Regions from separate parts of the Phocoena phocoena genome. Here region 1 is linked to region 2. The links are chromatin contacts, called in public Hi-C maps. All regions are on one chromosome and are shown on one strand. Each heading gives the region's core, a stretch centred on a gene start, on an enhancer-like site or on the middle of the called end of the contact. The rest is flanking DNA. Distances are from core to core; before and after follow the strand shown. Region 1 holds the start of CBX6 (chromobox 6). Region 2 holds the start of CBX7 (chromobox 7).

Evidence for each region. A called contact is a pair of places that touch in the nucleus more often than the background predicts.
Region 1: a Hi-C map of lung shows a contact between it and region 2, with 9 times the contacts expected there. The contact joins the promoter of CBX6 here to the promoter of CBX7 in region 2. A contact is called at or near these places in 2 of 2 Hi-C or Micro-C datasets (kidney and lung).

Annotation. Positions count from the first base shown.
Region 1 is chr11:9,527,335-9,534,241 of mPhoPho1.1, forward strand. It overlaps CBX6 (chromobox 6), which reads left to right and starts at 2,091. Exons shown (of 5, transcript XM_065887557.1): 1 at 2,091-2,159; 2 at 2,340-2,383; 3 at 2,538-2,603; 4 at 2,746-2,812. The coding sequence starts at 2,091.
Region 2 is chr11:9,392,072-9,399,412 of mPhoPho1.1, forward strand. CBX7 (chromobox 7) reads left to right here and starts at 3,413. Exons shown (of 6, transcript XM_065887709.1): 1 at 3,413-3,663; 2 at 5,892-5,935. The coding sequence starts at 3,595.

The DNA of each region.
Region 1 (6,907 bases), core at 841-3,340, 130 kb after region 2:
TGTGTTGTTTCGAGCCACTGAGTTTGTGGTACCATTACAGCAACCATAAGAAATGAATACATTTTTTATTCCAGCACTAATCCCACTGCATAGCAGTTACCTTTCTCACCTGAGAGCTCCTCAAGCCTGGGGCACCTTTGTTTCTGACAGTTTAACACAAAGCCTCAAAAAGGGCTCACGAAAGCTGCCGAATGAACTAACAAATGGATTGATGCTTACCTGCTATCATCCGGCTGCCTGTGTCCCTCAGCCTGAGAACACACACACACACACACACACACACACACACACTCATATCCACATAGCTTACCTGTTCATCCACCCACACCACCCCGAGGAGGGCAGCTCTATCCTTACACAGGAGCCCACTTTGGGCTGGCCAGCAAATAGCTATCTCTCAAGAGCATGCCGATTTTCAGGGGGGAGGGGGATTTCTCCCAAGGTAATAACTGGACAAATCAGCAGACATGCAGGAGTGAGAAGCAGAAATTTTGACTTGAAACCACAAGAATTGGTGTTGCACCACAGACATGTAAAATTCCTCCTTTCCAATAAATAAATAAATAATGAGCGCAAGAGACACCCCCGAGCCTTACCACATTCCCGTTTCTCTCCACCTCCGTCGCAACCCCACCACAGCCACTAAAATGTTGGGGAAATCTGTACTTAGTGACACCAAAAGCGGTCCACTTTATCTCATAAAGAGAGACAAATGGATTCCAGCTAGTGTGATATGATCCCATTTTGCTAAAAAGAAAGAATTTAAATATATCTATATCATCTATATACAGTGTATATATGTGCATATATGTGTGTGTTTATATAGGCATAGGACAGAGGCTGCAAGAAAATCCGTGAAGAGGTTAACGGTTTGATGGAGATTACAGACGGTTGCTTTTTTTCCTACTTTTAAAAAAATTTACAAAGTACAGGACTGTTGGTGTGATTTAAAAAAAAATAAAGTTTAAATAATACAAAATAAAAGAAATGGAGCGTTTTGTGTGGCAGGGCTACTTTGCGTCCCTTCCAAGACAGCCTAGGTCTCCCAGCCCCTCCCCAAATAGGAAGCTGGGCTCTGGTCTCCCCGTGAGCAATGGCGGAACCATTAGAGGAACTGTAGGGGGCAGGAGGGTGACGCGGCACGGGGCCTGGGAATTAGAAAACATACAGACGTGACCGCGAGGGCGGCTTCTGCCGAATGACCCAAGGATGACCCGCTTCGGGCCCAATCTGGTATGTGGGGAGTTCGTTGTCACCCCGCGGCCTCTCTCTTCCGAACCTCCCCACGGCCACATCTTCCTCGCTGCGTCTTCACCCGACCTCCCGGGCGAGGGCAGGTGCCGCCCAAGACCCCGGCAGAAAAACAGATGCAAAGGATCACCCCGGCCTTCCTCGGCCCCATTCACTGCCTCCCCCACCCTTTCCTGCGGTGGCGTTTTTGTTTTAATTCATCTGAACTGGTTACAAAACCACACTCCCACGAATACATAAATAATGGATAAGGGGTGGGGTGGGGGGCAATGTTTTAAAGAAATTCCCGCAGGGCCTGGCCAGGCAACAGCAAATGCATTTCTGCTGTATCATATTTAACTGTTTGCAAACTTCTGCTGGAAGGATGAGCAGCGGCTGCAGAGACTCCACTGCCCTTCCCCGCCCGGGGCCGGGAGAGACTTGCAAGGCAGGATTCAGAGGGAGAAGTTGTCAGCTCGCGGGGGCCGAGAAGATGCAGAGGGGAATGAGAAAGTGTTTGTAAGATTGCACCGCCCCCAGCCCGGCTTCGCGCAGGCCAAGCATCTCCCTCCCGGCCTCCGGGCCCGCTTCCCCCAACCAGGCTAGGCCCCTTTAAGAACCAGCGCGCGCCCCCGCCCCGCGTGCGCTCACTTTCCCTAGCAACCGCCCCGGGGGAGGAGAAGGTCCTGGCAACGGCGCGCCAGCCCAGAGGGTCACGTGATGGCCCGCAGCTGGAACGCGAGCGCGCGCCCCGCCGCGCTCCCGCCCGCCGAGCCTGGGCGCTGTGGCGCGTGCGCGAGCGGTGCAGCACCGGCCGCGGGAGCAGGGAGTATTATGGGCTGTGGGTGCCGCTGAGCAAGATGGAGCTGTCTGCAGTGGGCGAGCGGGTCTTCGCGGCCGAATCCATCATCAAACGGCGGATCCGAAAGGTTAGCCGCCTCCCAGGGCGGGACGCCTAGCCCCGCAGCCGGTCCCCAGATCCGCGGGCCATCGGGGCGAAGCGGTCCCGCTAACCCGGGCTTTCTCGCCCACCCCCGCGCAGCCGCCTCCTCGCGTCCCCGCATCTTCCCCACCCCCACTCCCCCCTTTTTTCCTTCTCTGTTTTTCAGGGACGCATCGAGTACCTGGTGAAATGGAAGGGGTGGGCCATCAAGTGAGTGTCACGGGATCCAGGGGTGAGGGGGGAAGGGAGGCAGCGCACACCGGGGCCTTTTTTTTTCCCTTGGAGGGTGCGCACATTTGCTCCCTGGCATGTGTCTCTGGCTCCCTCGTTTTCTTTTTTATTTTGTGCATGCGTAACTCGGCAGGTACAGCACTTGGGAGCCGGAGGAGAACATCCTGGACTCGCGGCTCATTGCAGCCTTCGAGCAGAAGTGAGTTTGGGAAGCTGGCAGGGGCGGCGGGGCTGAGGCTCGGTTGGGGCGCCGCGCGGGGAAGCGGGAGAGCCGGGGAGGGCAGCGCGGAGTGGGGCCCAGGAAGGGGCTCTTTTTAACCTCTGGCGTTTCTCGGCCGCAGGGAGAGGGAGCGTGAGCTGTATGGGCCCAAGAAGAGGGGACCCAAACCCAAAACTTTCCTCCTGAAGGTAACCTGGCCCAGCCCCAGCAGGCCCCTCTCGGGCCCCCAGCCCGGGCGCAACACGGGGCCTGCAGGGGAGGGACAGATCCGCGGCCGCCCAGGCGGGCGGGTCTTTCCAGAGGGGCCCCAGCTGGGCAAGGGGTGGTTGTGAGCCCCCGAAGAGCCCCTGGCAGCAGGCCCTGGCCAGCTCCAGCTTCAGCAAGAGGGGCCTGGGAATGGGGACAAGGGGGAAGGATAATCCTCGCTGACAAAACCAGGGTCTGGGGAGGCCAACAGGAAGGGGATGGGTGAGGCAGGTGGGGTGCCCATCTGAGGGGGTGGCAGGGAGGGGTGGCTTCTGCACGTGAGAGCCCTCATCTCCCCCAGCCTTGAGCTGGTAGGGCTCTGCCTGGAATTAGAACCCGGGGGAGGGTGAATTTGGTCTCCCTCATCGTGGGGAACAGGGAGAGGCTTTGGGTGGGGGGCACCTGCCTCCCTGCCCGCAGCTTCCCTCACTCAGGATTTGTTCTGTATGCCTCCCCTCCTGACAGAGGGATCTAACTTGAATTTGACCTTAAATCACTTCACTTTGAGTTTTATCACCCAGGCTGGGCCACTGGTTCTCAGTTTTGCCCACTTCTGGCTGTCTCTGGAGGCTCTAACGAGGATGGAGAGTGGGAGAGTAAAAGCAGGGCACGTTAGCCTCGGCAAGGGAGGGCGACCTAGCTCCAGAGGAAGCCATCTTAGAGGTTTTTTGGTGTTTATTTTATTTTTTTTAGTGAGAAAGAACAGAGTCTGGGAAGGGAAGGTGAGATGACCCAAGGTGGCAGGCAAGGCTGCAGGAGGGCCTCCGTGGGCAACCATAGTCCCCCCCCCCACTAGTGCTAAGGTTGTCTCAGGGCCCCTTCCCACCCCGACAGCCTGTGACTTTGTGGCAGTTGGCACGGGAAGGGCAGGCAGGACTCTGCAGAAAAGAGGCTGTGCACAATGCAGAACTCAGAATCTCCAATTTGTCCTAAAGGCTCAAAGCCCAATTTGGGGGGGCTCTCCAGCTCCCCACCCCCCAAAAGAACTGTGCAGAAGTGAAAGAAATAATGGTTTCCAGAATTACATATTTCTGTGACCCTTGTCGCCAAATTACACACATCTTAGGGGATCTATGGAGTAACCTTAACTCTTGACGCTTCTTCGGAGGGATGGGGCAGAGCAGCTGGAGGGCCAGTGGGCTGTGTGACAGCGTCTCAGTGCAGCTGGAGTGCCCTCTAGCGGGGAAGTGAGTAATGACCATGAGCATTGATTCACAAAATGCTTTTCTTTTTTAATAGCTGTATCTCCTGAGCTGGCTATGGGCCTAACACAGTGCTGACCCCCACATGGATTATCTCCTTTAAATCTCTCAACAATCCCATGAAGTAGGGAATATTATCCCTATTTTGCAGATGAGAAGATCAAGGCCCAGGGAGGGGAGGGGATTTACCTGAGCTCCCGCCACCCAGCTTCCTGGCTTCATCATGTCTCCTTTTCTTAACCCTGTCCCTCAGAGAGTGCACGTCAGGTTAAGGGAGCAAGGTGGACACACACACATACACACACAAAAAGGAAACTATGAAGGCTGTAGAGTTGGTGGGGCAGGGGATGCTGAGGCAGATGAGAGAACCTTGATCTGGACCTTAAAAACAGATAGCATGAGAGAGAGAGATATTTGCAAGGGGTGATGGAGATCAGCTTGGTCTGAACCCATTGCTCTGTGGGTCACCAAGAGGCCAAGTGTGTATAGTAAACATATTACACTCAGATAGCACTCACTTTCCGCAGGGAACTATTCTGAAGAGAACAGGAGCCCCTGAGGTAGGTTGCATTATCCCCATTTTGTAGATAGAAAAACTGAGGCCAGAGAGGTTAAATAACGTGCCCGTGGTCACAGAGAGTGAGTGGTAGAGTCCAGGTCTTTAACCTTCCACGTTATCTATGTATAGTACATGCCAACCCCTCAGAGCCATGCCTGTCACACAGTCAGAGTGCAATAAATGCCTTGGGCTGTGGTACCAGTTTTAATCCACAGGCAGACCCAGGTCCCACCTTCAAAGAATTCTCAACCTGGGGAGAAGAGAGGAGGAGGAAGGGTGAACCAGCCCGTTTTAAAAAATACTAATAATGTTTAGACATTATAAAGTAAGAAATAGTTTTGTAGAAAGGCTGGAAACCATACATTAGAAAAGATGACTGCTCATAAGCACCTGCCCCGCCCCTTGGATAGTCTAGTATTCTTCGAGTGCTTGCTGTGTGCCAGGCATTGTGCTAACCAGGTAACATACACTGTGGTCAGAGGAGGCCCACTAAGCCGGGGTTTCATCCTGGATCTGGTGTTTGCCTTGCCTGCGCTCTTTGCCAGTCCCCAGGGGCCATGCATCACTGCTGGACTCCGGCAGAACCATACTTACAGAGGTTCCGCTCAGACAGCATGCAGAGAGAATAACCACCAACCCCTGGGGATCAGAGTGGGGAATCCCCTAAACTCCATGGGGGACGAACCTGCAAAAAGCCCTTGTTGCCATACCAAGGGAAGGCTGGCTTTCCCCTGCCTTTGTCTGGGAAGGGGTGTGAGGGAACCAGTCCCTGGCTCCACTGGCTCGGGGCAGGAGGAGCTGGCAGCCCTGGCACAGGGTAGATCGGGCCCACGTGTGCTGCCACCTAGTGGCTGGAGGGATGGTTAACTAAGCCACCCCAGGAAACCCCCAGCAGGGCTGGGAGGACCATGTGGCAGTAAAGTGTGCCTCTCCTACATTCTAAATGACATCCTCGCTGATTCAGCATGTAAGTCCACAAACACCTCTTCTGGGGGTTGTGGTCAAATACAGTCTAGTCTTGTCTGAGAGGTGTACAGGCTACCTCCCAGGTACTGGTCAAGCATCCAGCACTGTGGGGATGGGAGGTGGAGAGACCCTAAACCACAGATCCCACTCTTGGGGAGCTCAAAGACTGACGATGGGAATGTGTTCTTCCTCTCAGCCACCCCTAGCTCACCTGGCTGGAGGCAGTCACCACCTAATGGTCCCTCTTCCCACCAGGAACCAGGGTATCTGTATAGAACACAGACTGGTCCTCCATCTCTACACTCTGTCCAGCCGTTGCTTTCAGTCCCTTGGCCACTCCATCCTCTCATCGCTGGGCTCTCTCTGCCTCCACCATTTGTCTCAGCAGGGCCCCTTCAGCAGGCTACCTGGGGCACAGTCAGCTCAGGAAGGACCAGGGTTTTACTACTTAGGCTTCATTCTCCACAACTGGGACCTAATCTGTGCTCCTCTGGACCCTGTACTTCTCTGTTGTATTGAATCACCCTGCACCCTAATTGCCTGTCACTTGTCTCCTGCGTGGAGCACAGCCCCCTAGGGGTAGAAGCCGTGTGTGGTCACAGTCGTAGCCCTAAGCAGCTGGCACGTAACTCATCGGTACTTTCTCAGTGAAGGAAGGACTGGTCATGGAGGATGGCTTACATAACCTTGTGAGTCTCTTGCCCTAGACCTGGAGTCTCTGAGGGCCCTGCCACACACACACACACACACACACACACACACACACACCCCACACACACACCCTCGCATCTTCCATGAGACAGAAGGTGAGCTGCTGCAGGGCCCTGGCGGGGCTTTATAGATTTCACCCCTGGGAGTGTGTACAGCTGGGCCCAGGAGCCTGGGACAGTATCCCTTGCTCCCCACAGACTTCTGCTCAGCCATCCTGTCCCCAGGCCATCTTGGCACAGAATATGAAGTGGCTGATCCCACCTCTTAGTCCATGCCCACCAAACCCATGTCTACCTGGGGTGGATGCCAACCAGGCTTTAGGTGCTGGCTTCGGAGTCTGTTGGCACCAATTTGCTCAGACCCAGGCCCTGAGCCAGACCCTGGGCAGTCAGATGAATCAGACCCAGGAGGGGAAGTGGTGGCGGCGGGGGGGTGCTGGGAGTGAGGAGGAGGGGCCAAGGTCTGTCCCAGAGCTGATGATGAGCTGGAGGTGCCTCCTGTTCAGAGGCAGAAAAGGAGCTCAGGGCATCTGCTAATAGGTCCGGAGGGCTGGGGTATGGGGTGAAGGTGGGAGGGGTCGCCCTCGCCTTTCTGCCACC
Region 2 (7,341 bases), core at 2,163-4,662:
ATGTGGAAAAGTTGGGGCAGGACTGAAATTTTTTCTTCTTTAAATATTTCATAGATGAAGACCCATTTTCAGTGAAGCCGGAATTTTCTTTGTGGGAACATTACTGATGATTGGTTCAACTCCTTTAACGGTTGTGCAGAGGTCTGATGTTCACTGGTGCCACGGAACGTCAGACTGCTAAAGTGCTGAAATCGTTTCATACCAGTTGGTACGTACCACCACTCCCAACCCCCTAAGTGCAACAACCCCTCCAAGGCTGCCCCAGATTCCCCAGACCTTCTAACAAATAGATCTGCTGACAAATAGATCAGAGAGTGAATCCCTGCATAGCCAGGGGGCTCTTGGGCTCTGTTCAGTGTTAGGGTTGGCACCTGTTATGAATGCCCAGTGCCTGGTTGTTAAATCCTGTGGTACTATGACCAGGGATGGTGATCATTCAGGTTTCCTCTTGAATTAATGCTGGTAAATTATATTTTTCTAGGAATTAAAATTTGAAAGCTATTGTAATCAAGTTATTCACAATTATCTTTATCTTTTCTTTTCTTCGGTGTCCGCATACTCTTTAGCTTTTCATTCTGGTTATTGATTAATTGTGCCTTCTCTCTTCTTTCTTGATCAATTTCACCAGAGGGTTGTCAATACAACTAGTGTTTTCAGAGAAATAATGTCTGCTTTTGCTGATCCTTTTCATTATTTTCTGCTCTTAACTTTACTCTGTCCTTCCTTTTGTTTTCTTTGGTGTACTGTTCTTTTTCTAGCTTCTTGAGATGGGAGCTTACTTATTACTTTCAGCCTTTGCTCTTTTCTAACACAAGCATTGAAGGCCATAAACTCCCCTTTAAGTCGTGCTTTAGCTGTATCCTATAATTTTTAATATGTAATATTTCCATTCTCATTCAGTTAAAATATTTTCTTATTTCCATCATGAGTTCTTTTTTGATCCATCTCTTATTTAGAAACACACTTCTTAACTTCCAAACATATGGGGCTTTTGAAGTTATCTTTTTGTTATTAATCTCTGGCTTATTTGTGCTATGGTCAGAGAATGTACTCTATATGATTTCAGACTTTAGAAATTTCTCGAGTTTCACTGTTTTTGCAAATATTTCATATGCCTTGAAAAGGAGACTATTCTGCAGATGTAGCCATGGTGTTCTGTAAAAGTCCACTAGTCAAGTTTCTTATTATTATCCTTATTGAATATATTTCTGCTTATTCTGCCAATTACAGAGGGATGCGTTTTTAAATCTCCCCTTATAATTGTGGATTTGTCTATTTCTCTGTGTAGTTCTCTTCTTCATGTTTCTTATATTTTAAGACTATGGTATTCACATACAAATTTGAAATTGTTCTATCTTTCTGGTCAGTTGGACCATTTTCATTTTGAAGTAACCTTCTTTATCTCTAGTGATGTTTTTTTCTGATACTAAAATACCTGCCCCAGCCTTCTTTTCGTTAGCCTTTGAATGATACATATTTTTTTTTTACCGTACATTTACTTTCACCCTTTCAGTATCCTCATGTTTTGGAAGTGTCTCTTGTGGATGTCTCTTGTAAATTGCATGTAGGTGGATTTTTATCCAGTCTGATAATCTTCTTGTTTTAACTACAACATTTAGTCCACTTGCATTTATTGAATTATAGTACATTTGAATTTATAACTGTCATTTATTTGTCCCACCTGTCTTGTATTTCTTTTTCTCTCCATTCTTGCTTGCTTTAGGATTGATTGGATTGATGTTCTCATTCTATTTCCCCCCTCTAATAATCTGGCTAAATATTATTGCATTTTCATTCTTTTTGTTTACCCTGGTAATAGCAACGTGCAGTCTTAACTCATCAAAGTCCAAGTATATTTGATATCCGTTTTCGTTTTCCTCCTGAGGAATAGAAGGATCTTGGAACACTTTAATCCACTCACCCAAGTTCTGTGCCATTGTTGTTGTGTATTTTAATTCTATTTTTATCCAGAAGACATTGTTATTGTTTTATATTATCAATGTTCTTCATTGTTCTTTATTCCCTATTGCATCAGACCTCTGTCTGTGATCATCTGCCTCCTGCCTTTAGTCCTTCCGTTGGAATTTCCTTTAGGGACGGTCTGCTAGCGTCAAAGTCTTAGTTTTTGTATTTGTAAGTGTTATTTCCCCTCGTTCTGGAAAGACATTTTCACTGGGTACATAAATCTCGAAATAAAATTTCACTAAATTTCTCTCAGGGCTTTGGATGTATCATTCTACTGCCTTCGGGCTGGCTTCCGTTGCTCCTGATGAAAAGTCAGTGTAAATCTATCTATCTTTTTTTTTTTTTTTTTCACCTGTACGCCCGACAGAGGCGTACAGGGGAACAGGAACCTGTGGAAGGTTTTTAAGCACTAGGGTGACCCAGTTAGATGTGCATTTTAGAAAGCGGGCTCTGGCACTGTGGACACAGTCTCAGAGGGGATGGCAGTGAGAAGGTTGTTGCTGCGATCAAGAGAAAGGACAAGGGGTGTAGAGGGGAGGAAGTCAGAGAGGCAGGACTTGGGGTCCACGCAGGCAGGCGGTGGGAGCCGGAGGGGCACGGATGACTCGGGTTCCTCCTAGTGAGGATGAGTGGTGGCGCGGCAGAGAAGACAGAACGAGGTTGGAGTGAACGGGGAAAATGAGATGGTCCCGGACCTCAAGATCCATTCATCCCACAAACAGTCGAACACCTACTACATGCAGAGCGCCTAGCGCGTGTGACTGGGGACTTGGGGCTGCGTGGCAGCGAAATCTGTCCCGCTGTGCACCTTAGATCTGCCACGGCCACACCTGCCGCCAAGTACTGCCTAGCCGGGGCCCTCGAGGCAGCGGCCGCGCGATTCGGGCGTCTCAGCACGACCGGCTACAGACGGACGGACGGAAGGATATACGTGGAGGCGCCTGCTCAGGGCTGGCAAACCACGTCGCTCCGGAGCCCGGATCTAGAGAGACCACTGTACTGAGACAGCTTGGGAAACCTTGGCCGTCCCCGCCCTCCTGCCGCCCAAGGGTCCGCGCCGCGACCCCTCTATCCTTTGTGGGAGGTGAGGCAAATGGCCTCCCCGCTCTGCCCATGTTCTCATCTGCCCAACCGGGGCCATGCCGTTTCCGGCCCCTCAGAGTCACCGGGAGGACTTTAGGAAACGCGTCTGTGTATTAAGATCTCGTCCCACCCGACCGGCGCCGGCGCCAAATAAGTCCCGCGTGCTAGCGGATCCCGAGAGCCGCGCGCTACTGACGGCCCAGGCGGGGCGGAGCTCCAGAGGGGGCGGGACCAAGAGGGGGCGGAGCCTATTAAGGAGGGGCGTGACCTGCCCGGCAAGAGCCGAGCCCCCGCTCCGCCCCCGCCCCGCGCGCTCGCTCGCCGGCTCGCGCGCGCCGAGGAAAACGTTGCGCAGGTTCAAAAATGGAACGTCGGCGGCGTGAGGGAGCGCAAGGGGGTGTGCGCGCGTGCGCGTGCGCGTGCGCGCCCGGGCGAGGGTGACTGGGACCCCGCCGGCCCGAGCATCGCGCGCCGCAGCCGCGGCCCCGCAGCTCCGCCCCCGGCCCGGCCCGGCCCGGCCCCGGGCCCGCTCGCCCGCCGCCCCGCATGGAGCTGTCAGCCATCGGCGAGCAGGTGTTCGCCGTAGAGAGCATCCGGAAGAAGCGCGTGCGGAAGGTGAGGCTGCCCGGGGGCGGCTCCCAGGACCCCTATGGAGTCCCCTCCTGTCCCCAGCACTGTCCCCTCCGCGCTGGAGGCGAGGGAGAAAGTGGAGCGGGGGTGGGGGGTGGGCAGGCAGCCCCGCGCTGCCGGACTCGTATACCCAGCCCGTGCCTCAGTTTCCCCCGCCACCTTGTAGAAAGAGTAGAATAAAAGTTGTCGCCCCAGGATGCTGGGGGCAGCTGAGTCCGCCAGAGCTAGAGGTTAGGATCGGACTGTAGGGATCCTGAACGCCATCCTTTCTCATCCTCCCCTCATTCTAAATATGGGGAGACTGAGGCCCGAGTTGAAGAAACGGCTTGCCTAGTGTGTTCGCGTCGGAGCTGGGTCTCGAACTCAGGACTCTGGACTCTTGGTGCCAAGTCCTTTGAAGTTGGAGGCGGAGCTTTGGAAAAGCGTCCTCCCGCCTCTTAAGTTTAACTGCTGGACTTCGATCCCCTCCACATCCCCACCTCCATGTCTCTCCCCCACTTCCAGTGCACACCCCTCTGTCTTCCCCTCCCCACCTCCCAGCCCCGCCCGGCCGGCTCAGTGGAGCCGCCTACGGCGCTGGGGCATCCTCAAAGCTCCTCCCCCTTTGCCTTCGCCTCCAAAACATACACCCTGCAATTTAAGGAGGCGTCTGTTCTGCTAGGTTCTGTCCCCGCGCCTCGGGCCTGGACTTTGGCCGTGCACATTTCCTGTGCACACGTCTGCAAAGTGGTCTGGCCCCAGACTGGAGGTTGGAGATGGAAGGCTTTGGGGAAAGTTCCTGTCCCGGCACTCACCACTATCCTTTTCCCTTATCTCCTCCCTGCAGCCCCATGGGAGGCTCTAGCGGCAGGGCTGGGAGGGGTCTTAGAGTTCACCTCCTCCCATTTGACGAAGGCACAAACTGAGGCCCTGGCTGGGGAAGTGACCTGGTCAAGGTCACACAGCAAGTTAGAGATGGGTGTAGAGCAGGAGCTCCAGTTGGCTGTTTGCCAGCTCATCTTTCAAGAGAGAAAACTCAGTCCCAGCATCTTGGGTGACATCTAAGGGTGACAGTCAAGGTGGGCCATGACCTTTTCTTCCCCAACTCCAATGGGGTTGAGCTCTGTCTTCAAGTTGGGGCTGCCCCTCCTCCTCCCTTCCCTCAGGGTTTCCTCGATTTGAATTTGTTCCTCAAAGCCCCATGTTTTCCATGCAGTGTAGCCTCAGCAGGTACAGTAATTACTCCCTTCTACATGGGGCCTGAGGGGTAGTGCCAGAGAGTGCGAAGCATCATTCCTTTCGCCATTCATTCAAAATATATTTATTGAGTATCTCTGTGCACCAGGCACCATTCTAAGCCCCGGGGAGGGAGCTCCTTCCCTCGTGGAGCTGCCATTTTGGCAGCGGAGACACACAGTGAAAGAGGAAATAAATATAGATGCTTTCCAAGGGGGCCGTGTGCCACACAGAAAGAGAACTACTGGAAGACGGGAGGGAGGGTGTTGGGAAGGGTGGCCAGGGCAGGCCTCTTTGAGGAGGTGACATATCTTGGTCTTCAAGTTCCAGTGTGGAGGGGTATCACCCATCAGATGGAGTTGGACTGGGAACTTTTAAAGGCCCCTGTCACCTTTGAGGAAGGGAGGAATCTGCCTCTGTTTTCTAACTACTGGAGGGGCGATCACCCTTTCTCAAGGTGGAGACTTTGTCAGCCTTCTCCGGGGTCCTGCCAGGTTCTTTTGACTTGAGAGTGAGTTGAGTCTTGGAGTCACTAGCCTGTCACCTCTGGCCCAGAGGCAGCCTCTCACAGGGAGGGGGCTGATGGGGCTAGAGCCATGTGGGACATGCCAGGGAGGAGTATTCTAGGACTTGGAGAGTCTTCTAATCGAAAAAGGAAAGAGAATTATGGTGTTAGCACCGGGACACTGGATCTTTGGCCACGCACATCCCCACACGGTCTGTTTCCCCACACGTGACATGGGCTCCAAGCTTCTGCCACAGGAACCCCAGAGGTGTTTGGGGCCCAGTGCACTCCTGTGTTCTAGTAGGGAGGACCGTCTGGGGAGGTCAGTTTGAGGATCTCTGGTTGATGGGGATCTTGTGGGGAGCGTCCCTGACAGTGTGTATGTGTTGGGGGACTTCTGTCCGCAGAGGGGATTGGGCCTTACTGTCGTGCAAGTGGTCGTAGGGGCATCTGTGTATCTCACTGTGTCTACTTCTTCTCTCTTTCTTCCCAGGGTAAAGTCGAATATCTGGTGAAGTGGAAAGGATGGCCCCCAAAGTAAGGCTTCTTTGTGTGTTTCTGTCTGCCTACCTGTACATCCTTCCATCCACCTTTTACCCTTTCTCCTGCCTCACTTTTCACTCCAGCTGCTCTAGTAATTGGCCAGCAGACCTTGATTAATCATCCTCTTCTCTGGGCCTCAGTTTCCCCTCTGCCAGCTGAGGGGCTTGGAGCACATGAGGGTGAAGGTGGGCCCCAGCTTCTCTTCTCATGGGCCCCATTCAGAGTTGCACTCCACCTTCTGGTGGCACCCTCTGCTCCCCTGCTTCTGGCCTTTCCCGGCACCTAGGAGGTGAAGGCCCATCATCTTGGCTTCAGAGATGGCTGCCTGCAAGGTGGAGGGGCACTCAAGCTGCAGCAAGTGCAGTGCCGGGTGGGGGTTTGTGTGGTTGGGCAAGACAAGTCTAGCCAGTGGGGCACGAGTCCTCAGTGCCATACAGCTAGGGACAGAGCCCGCCTTTGGACAGCACTCTCCAGTCTACAGAGCAGGCTCCTGTACAGCCTTGTGAGGCAGCTGTGGTCCTATCTCTAAAGATGAGGAAACAGGCTCAGAGAAGGTAAGCAGCTTGCCTTAGGTCACACAGCAAGTGGAGGCAGAGCTGAGAGTTGAACGGGGCCTCTCCATCTTCAGGTATCACTTCTGTGCCTCCTCCATCTCCCAGTTGCGGGGCCAGGGAGCTGGGTCTAGGACCTCTCCCAGTTGCCCCGCCTCTCCGCTGAGGCCCAATCAGGAACCTTCTCACCAACCAATCACCTCCCAGCAGGGAGTTGTTGGGGGAGGGGAGGGAAGGAGCAGGTCGTGGGGCCTCCCCATTGGTCTGTGGGTGCCCCACCTCCCAGCCCTGCCTCCTAGAGACTGACTCCTGGAATCCCCCTCTGTCCAGAGCCCCTGCTGTCTGTGCCAGGGGCTTTCTGCTGTGCTGGTGTTGGGGGCTGACCTGGTATTTGGGTCCTGGGAGTGTCTTGGACACGCGGTGGTGAGAAACAGCAGAGAGGAAGACCGGCCATGCTGCCTCAGCTTCTCTCTCTGCAAAATGGGTTCAGTAGTCCAGGCCCTGCTCTCTTCTCACAGGCTCCTTCACTTTGTGGGGTGAAAGGCCTGGGAGTGTGTTCAGGATGGCCTGCAGGCATCCTGATGATTAGGGTTGGTGGCTGGTTAACCAGATAATGCATTCGTCCATTCCTGCTGCCCCTTCCCAAACCCCCTGGGACTGAAGGATAATCCCTTCCTCCACTGGGCAGATGAAGGTGGGCTTCTGGTCTGGGTGAAGGGGCTGGTAAGAGGAGGTGGAAAGCTAGAAAAAGAAGATGTTCAAGGTGGGCATACTCCCTGGGTACTCACTCCTCTCTTAGCTTCCGTGCCAGAAGGCACTGCGTCCCAGTGGGACACCAGCCTGTTGGCC